Linked DNA regions of Mus musculus: region 1 is linked to region 2. Evidence: chromatin contacts called from public HiChIP or PLAC-seq data. All regions are on one chromosome and are shown on one strand. The core of a region is the stretch at or near the end of the contact, and the rest is flanking DNA. Distances in the headings are between cores, read along the strand shown.

The links. HiChIP or PLAC-seq counts read pairs in DNA pulled down with a chosen protein or histone mark.
Region 1: an H3K27ac HiChIP or PLAC-seq map of hepatocytes shows a contact between it and region 2, with 1.9 times the contacts expected there. The contact joins two enhancer-like sites. A contact is called at or near these places in 2 of 484 Hi-C or Micro-C datasets (Sertoli cells and olfactory sensory neurons), 7 of 115 datasets of contacts at active chromatin or transcription factors (embryonic stem cells, fetal liver, hepatocytes and 2 more) and 4 of 9 other capture datasets (adipose tissue, embryonic stem cells, liver and 1 more).

Annotation. Positions count from the first base shown.
Region 1 is chr1:136,943,995-136,947,870 of GRCm38.p6, reverse strand. It overlaps Nr5a2 (nuclear receptor subfamily 5, group A, member 2), which reads left to right. Exons shown (of 9, transcript NM_030676.3): 4 at 2,794-2,912. Among named protein-coding and RNA genes, the nearest start is that of Nr5a2, 15 kb to the left of the region's middle. Within about 2 kb of position 1,715, at least 5 of the 459 cell types and tissues checked have an H3K27ac peak or open chromatin away from gene starts, as enhancers often do. A contact at or near this core is called in hepatocytes, where this site is marked.
Region 2 is chr1:136,873,362-136,877,270 of GRCm38.p6, reverse strand. All of the region lies in intron 8 of Nr5a2 (nuclear receptor subfamily 5, group A, member 2), which reads left to right. Among named protein-coding and RNA genes, the nearest start is that of Nr5a2, 85 kb to the left of the region's middle. Within about 2 kb of position 2,075, at least 2 of the 459 cell types and tissues checked have an H3K27ac peak or open chromatin away from gene starts, as enhancers often do. A contact at or near this core is called in hepatocytes, where this site is marked.

The DNA.
Region 1 (3,876 bases), core at 466-2,965, 71 kb before region 2:
CACGAACTTGAAAGGGTCAGAGAAGTGTTGAGAACAGAGCTCTTGGACTCAATGGTAGGCTGTGCGCTCTGGCCGGGAAACCCAAGATCGCCTTAGGCTCAGGGAAGGGGACAGCAGACGTGCGGGTGGGGTCAGATATCCTGGGTGATCTTGGGGTCTTTCCAAGTCTTTGGGTAGGGTTGTAGAAATTCCCTTGGCCTCAGTCCTTAGACTAACTTTGTGTGTCTGCTACTGAGGAAGCCTTGTTGGCTTGAAGAGATACACCTGGGATTCCTGATAAGTGCCCCAGGCCTGCTTCCTGAGCTCTGGGCTCTGGCCTCTGGCTCCGCTAAGTTTCCTCCCGGCAGAAGGACCAGCTTTTTGCTACTTCCTGCCCCATGCAGGCTTTTAGGGTGGCGGGATCCGGGGCAAAAAAGCGCAGTGGAGCGAAACACGGCGTACTGAGGACTGGAGAGAAATAACCTGGTAACATTTTCTTTGTAAAATTTAGAGGGCCCTTTCTGGCCTCCTGTCCCCCAAGCCAAGACACTAGCTTGCCTTATTGCTGGGGGGCTAGCAGATATGACCCTTCTTTGCACTGGGCTCTAAAGCAGCGTGGGAAAAAGCCTGGCGCGGCTTTGCGGTAGTTTGCAGCAAGGACAGTGCGCGCCTGCCTGCCGGCCGCCGTTGGGTCCCTTACCAGGGACACACTCATACTTTGACGGGTGCTGGAACCCAGAAAGAAAATTCGTTACTGGATTCTCAGGCAGCGCGAAGCATCCAACTTCAAGGGGATTAACGGAGGACCTAGCTTTACAAGACCCAGTTGTTCCCTCACTTTTCCCAGGGGCACAGGGATTTCCAAACCATGGTGGATTTGGTTCTCTGAACTCTTAATTTAGGTGACCCAGGTGCCCTGTGGGTAAACAAACAAACAAAAAAATTCTCAGGGTTCCCAGATGCACCTCTCCCCACTTAGACTCCGAATTTTACCGGAAGATGGGCTTCCGTCTTTCCTTCTATATGGAATCTCTGAGAAGGGCACGGAGAATGTAAGTGATTGCCAATCTGATACTCTTAAATGTGAAGTTAGAGATTACTTTTGGGGGGAGACAGGGAGACAGAAGAGAACACACAACTAGTAAAGTACAGCCCCTCTCAGCCCAGAAACATACCTGGAAACAGAAGTCAGAGTTTTCAGAGTTCCGTAAACTCCCCCAACCCCAAGCTTTTCTTTTCCCAAACCCTCAGGTCCTGATTCTTTAGAGTGTCTCAGCTTCTCTCTAACAGTTGGGGTAAGAGCTGGCTTCGCAGGAGAGAGGCGCGCTCAGCATCCCTTATTTCTGAGTTACTGAGCCCCGGGAATGCCTTTCTTTGCTGGTGCCTCTACCCGAGATCTTTGCAAACTGTTGCTCTCCCGGACCAACTTATGCTACAGCCCAGGGCTCTGTGTCGGGGAACAGACACTTCCTTAAGACAGAAATAAATGAACTTCATTTTAAAAGAATAAAGATACCACCTAGTAATAAAGAGGCATAGTACTTTGGCTCTGGGGTAGGGGCAGTTTCTCCATTTTCTTTTTAGTAAACAAATCTGAGGAAACTTCTGCCAGGCTGTGGGTACCCCTCCCCCGCCCCGCCCCTTGCAATGCCACTGATTAACTTAAAGCAAACTCTCTTTGGAGTTTGTGCGTCTTTGGGTAGCAAAGGGTTGAGCAAGGGGGCCGGAGCCGGGTGCACAAAGGGTTTGAAGAGGGTGCGGGGAGTCCCGGTAGTGGCTGGTTGTACAGATCTGCCCCTTGCCTAGATGCTGGCCCATCCCTGCTCTGCCTCCTGAACTGGGTTTTCAGTCTCATCTGGTAGTGCCTAGGGGTCTGTGGGCCACTAACTAACCTTTCTGTGCACAGTTTATCTTTTTGGCTGCAAAGACTAGGGCGTTAATGTCCCTAGTCATAGGGAGTCAGGATACCATGGTCTGATTTTTGTTCCTCCCGCAATCTCGGAGGTGTTTATACTTTGCAACGCTTCTCCTTATTGAAGCTTGTGAAGTTCATTACAAACAAAGCTCTAGAACTCTGCTAAACCCTCCTGTTTCTTTTCCTTGCTTGTTTCTGCCCCGCTTCCGGGTGTCCTCTCCTCTTCCTTGTTTTTATTTTCACAGGGCATTTTCAAACGTGAGGAGATGAAAGTGGTCAGAACAGACCTACAGTCAATGCGGAACTGAATGTTTTGATTAATCTAACAGACTTGAACCCTGAGAGCCACAGGCTGTTGTTAAAGTTGCTTCTGAGAAGCAAGTTTCTGCAGCTTCATTGCTCTGCAAAAGCGACAATGCGCAAATTAGCATTGCTAAGCCTAGCAAAGGGAGGTGTACTTACATACAGCAAGTCACTGTAGGAGTGTGCCAGTCCCTTACAGCCTCCAAATTTTGCCCCATTCATTAGGCAAAGGCGACATTTGAGAACAGTAGAGAGAGGTTTAAAAGACATTTGAGGTTAACATTTGTATGGTTCATGTTTCCTTTCTGATCTGTTGGTTTTTGGTTAACAGTGGTCACTTTAAAATGTTAACCAAAAAAAAAAAAGTTGGAAACTGAAAAATAATAAAGCACATGTTTATTGATGCACAAAGATGCTCTCCTCATGTTTAAAAGTACTCCTCTTCAATACCACTTGAGTAAACATTATTTTATATTTTATCTGATATCTGGCCACCAACCACATCAGCAATGCTTTTCAGTGCAGCAGCATTAAAACCTATATTGGGAAATTAATAGGGCATGTGTTCATGTTTCTCTTTTTTTTTTTTATTTCAGTGTCTCAATTTAAAATGGTGAATTACTCCTATGATGAAGATCTGGAAGAGCTATGTCCTGTGTGTGGCGATAAAGTGTCTGGGTACCATTACGGTCTCCTCACGTGCGAAAGCTGCAAGGTTTGCCTTTTCTGTGCTACCTAAAAAAGATAGAACGGTTTGACCAAACCCATGGAAACTCTTCAAAGTTAAACCTGTTTGTTTCTTTCTTTCTTTTTTCAACTGGAAAGAGTGGGGTGGGGTGAGGTGGGGGAAGTGTCATAGAGCGACTAGGACTTACAGTATGTCTGATTTAGTTCCAAAGGCAGGTAGGTGCCTATGCTGTAGAAAACTGTCAGACTGGTGGCTTTAAAGTAGTTTATTGTGGTGCGGTGCTGTATCTATAGGGGGACATTCTAACAGTCCTAAATATTGATTTTGCTTGACTTATATATATTTAAAGCATCCTTGTTAAAAGGAAACAGGACAGAGTACAACCCAAGTGTGTTTTAATTTGAGAGGAATCTGTGCTGCAAGTTGGAACATTTTTCTTTAGTCCAGAAGACATGAAGGTCTGATTTCCCAACTGCATGATTTCATCCTGATGGATTCTGAAAATAATTTTAAAAGATTTTTTTTTAATCAAGGTATCAAGAAACCAGATTTTAGTTTCTAATTGAACAATTTTTATTAGTGTATCATATGACTTATTTAAAAGCAGGAGGAATTTGAGTATGTTTAATGTCTCTTATTGTTAATAATCTTGTCAAGACCATAAGCATTTGTCAGAGGTTTTATATTTTTTTAAATAGTCCCCATGAATTCAATTTCCTCTAATCTTTCCCCAACATCTTCTTTAAAGTAGAGACTCAATGCATTTATTTAAACCTTTGCTAGGAAATCCCGCTTTGTTTTCCATAACAAATTAAGGTTGTTTTTGTGTGCTCGCTCAAATAAGCAAGGATACCATCTTAGTAGAGAGTAGAGGAGTTCCTCATTCAAAAGCCAGACACCAGGCCTGACCAGCCCCTTAAGTGTAAACAGGCACAGGCTATGCTGCGGTCCAGCTTCGTGGCTTATGCTCACACACACATCCCTGCCTATG
Region 2 (3,909 bases), core at 826-3,325:
GGTTTTTTGTTTTTGAGACAGGGTTTCTCTGTGTAGCAACAGTTCCGGTTTTCCTGGGCTCACTTTATAGACTCAGCTGCCCTCAAACTCACGAGGTCCACCTGCCTCTGCTGGGATTAAAGGCATAAACCACCACATTCAGTTTAGTTTTAGGGTTTGGGGTCTTGCTATGTAGCTCTGGCATGTTCTGGAACATGCTACACAGACCAGGCTGGTCTCGAACTAAGAGATCTGCCTGCCTCTGCTTCCCAGGTACTGGGATTAAAGATGTATCTAGCTAACTTAACATCTTCCTTACAATATGGGAGCCAGATTTGAAGCCAACAGCTTCAGCTCAGGGCCAGTGAGTGCCCCTCTGTTTCAGGCACCTTTGTAGAGTAATTGAAGAAGGTGGTCTAGAAGGTTAAGATCAATAGGGACTTGCTCAGCATACGTCTGCTGTAGCTATCACAGATCCTAAATAGCTGTTGCTGTGTATTATGGGTAGACATTGGTTCCACTTCAATACTCCCCTGCCTTCACTTCAGATTCCACAACCTGAATGGAGCTGCCCAGGTCTCTGAAGCAGCAGAGTGTTCACACACCTGTTTATAGCTGCTCTTATACTTTAAATCATCTCGAGATTAATTAAACCAATGCAGTATAAACTCTATATAAATAACTACTATATTCTCGAAGGAATGACAACGATCAATGTGTTCATGAGGGTGTAGATAAGTGTTGATTTCTAAATTGTAAGAGTTGTTGTTGGAACTATGGAACTCAGAGCTCCAGTGCACTTGCAGAGAGCATTTGACCCCTCTTACAGCTTACCATCACCAAGAAAGACTTGACACTTTCTTGAAGCCTCTGGCAGCCATCTGGAAGATAAATGGTCTTAATTATATGTGTGATGATCTATTTTAATTAAATTTAGCACTAACATCAAACTCCTACCTCTGCCACCCGAGTGCTGGTGGGACTAAGGTATGCGCCACCACTGCCCAGCTGATAAGCTGTTTTAAGGAAACCATTTGATGACCATTCTCTGCTTCTGCTCATAACTAGTTGTAAAAATCCCAAAGTAAGCCAGGGGTGGTCTTGCCAGCCCATAAGCCCAGCTAGCTGTTTAGGAGGTTCAAATTCATGGTGTTCCTGGCCTATAAATTTAAGTTCTAAGCCAGCCTGAGGAAGTTAATGAGATTCTGTCTCAATTTAAAACGAAATCCTTTTTAAGGGCCAGGAATGTAGCCGAGCCGTAGCTTGCTTACCCAGGAAGCTGGATATCACGTGAAAGTAGAGACAGGAGAATCAGAAGTTCAAGGCCACCCTGAACTACACAGTGAGTTCCATAACTGCTTGGGATACACAAGACTGGATATCAAGTAGCAATAGCAACAGCAACAACAGCAATAATAGTAAAACCAAGCAAGTGTCGGGAATGGAGCTTCATGGTACAGGACTCCCCCAGCACTCATGAAATCCCGAGCTTCATTTCCAGTAAGACACAAAGGAAAACAAGTTGCCCCAGCATGGTGGAGCACAACATTAATCTCAGGTCTTGGGAGGCAGAAGTAGGTGGATCACTGAGTGCAAGGCCTGCCTGGTCTACATAGTGAATTCCAGGATAGCCAGGGCTCACTTAACACCCAACCCCACCCCCAAGTAAAGCCGATGTTTTACTTACACATGTACACAGGCACACACACCTCTCAGATGCAGATGAATAGAGCCCTTTGGGAAAAGACTACGGTGACTGAAGCTGTGGATCCTGACTTCAGTGCTCGTGCAACGTGCTGTTGACTTTGTATTAGTAAATACAGTCCCACGTCTCGACTGTCTGAACGGCGTGTATGATTTATCCTTTGGTTAGTTTCCAGTAGTCTTCAGTTCCTGATGTGTATGGGTTTTGTTCCTTGTTGGAGTTTCAGCCACTGATGCTTCTTCCACTTTGATAAAGACCTTTTTGCTTGGCTCACTTTCCCTGTCTCAGTGCAATCCGTATCCTTGATAGCAGGGCCCACTGAAGGGCACTGAGAGCTAGCTTTCTGTAGGCAGTGAATCACCGTGCTGGCCTCTTGAGCCCAAGCCAGTCAGGGATTTTGTGCAAGAGTCAAAGAATCCTGTACAACCTTCCTAGACAGAAATGTGTGTGTCACTGCTGAGGGATGTACATGCCAATTTAATCTAATAATTATTAACTGTTAATCTCCTATCTCAATCAGACACAGCAGGGACTTAGCGAAGAGGAAACCTATGACCATTAAGTGTGGTTTAAAAAGTTTCCCATCATTTCACACACAAGAAACCATGGCCCATCAATCAGAACTCCTTTCTACTTGTCTGGGGGTACTTGTGGTTAAGCCAGGATGCCTCTTTAGCACCAGTAGGGAAACTTATTTATGAATACATCCAAGGCTGGCAATAGCTCTTATGTGAGAAGAAAGACTTCACCATCTACAGGGTCTCAATCCTGTCTGCTCAGCGGTTGGTGCCATAGACAGGGCTCCTCTTGGGCAATGTCAGGTATACACTGGTGGCCTCAACTGCAATGCCACGTGCTAATTCAATCCCAAGTGTCATCAAGACATAGGAGGGTTTTCTCCTGCAGAGAGGAAAGAGCCCGGCCGGCTGCCTGGTGACTGGCCAGTCATGGGTTGCCTTCTTGGGAGGGGAAGCATTTTTCTGGTCTGGGCTGTGCTTAGTACCAGCTCATGCCAGCTCTTCCCGTGTTGCAAGGACCCAGGAGAGATGTGTAGGGTCCACAGTGGGGTCTTGGTTCTCCCTCACTTAGCATTGGTAGCATGCTCCTGCCATCTTTGACACATGGAAATACTCTGGAGTTACAAAAAGAAAGAGTAGGCTTCTCTTGCAAACCTCTCTGAAAGAGGTCCCACATTGTCGAGTTTGGGGGTGGATCATTTCTTTGTTGTCATGAAGCTATGTGTCCCCATATAAGGAGAGAAACAAAAACAAAATAAAGAACAAATCTCCCCACTTTGCTTTTTTTGCAACACTAAATCCAGGTGGTGAAAGAGGCTTCCAAATCCGGCTGAGGATTTTGACCCCATTGGCTAATCTCTGTTTTTACAGTCCTAACACAAAAATGATTTCTTTATAAATCTAAGAAAGGGACCATTTGCTGGGAAGGTGGATCTTCAAAGGGCAAGCTTAGTCCTGTTGTCATTCTTTGTTGAGGTTTTGACCCAGAAGTTTTGCCCCATCTGCCACCAAGTCTCAAGTCCCCAGGACGCACATTGTAGAGAGAAAGAACTGATTCACACACACACACTTTGAAAGGGATTAAAAACTCTAGGAAGATGCCTACTTATGCACAGTATGCCTGAGTATCAAGATAGGCTACATGTTTTGTGAAATCCAAACTTATGTCCTGGCTGTGTTAGGTTAGAAGGGTTAAGTTCCCAACAGACCCACACAACTCAGGAGGCAAGGATGAACTGGGAAAGTAAGATGAAACCCATCAAAAAGTCCTTTAATCTTGCCATTCTGTGGTAGGTTGCTGCCCTTTCTGAGGCTGGCCCGGTGTTTGCTGTATCAAGGCCTTCCTCTAAATTATACCACACAGTCAGTCCAAAACAACTGCCACTGATGACTGGCCTACAGAGTCCAAGGATACTGTATATTATTCATCTCACATCTCTCCCCGAGTGCATTGCTTAAATTGTTGCTCATGAAGTCAGAGAAGCCAAGGAAATGTCCCAAGGTTCACTGTACAATTAGCATGCAGGCCCAGCTTTTTACCCTTTCATTTGTGATATTCTCATTTAGTAAAACACTCACTAGACACTTGTCAAATGGCCGTGCATGTCTTCATACTATTGTCCTGCTGAGGTGTCTGCAGCTGAGGGGGGAAGGCCAGCAAATAAGCACTTCCCAAAATTTATGTAATCATTTGAAATTCAGAATGGA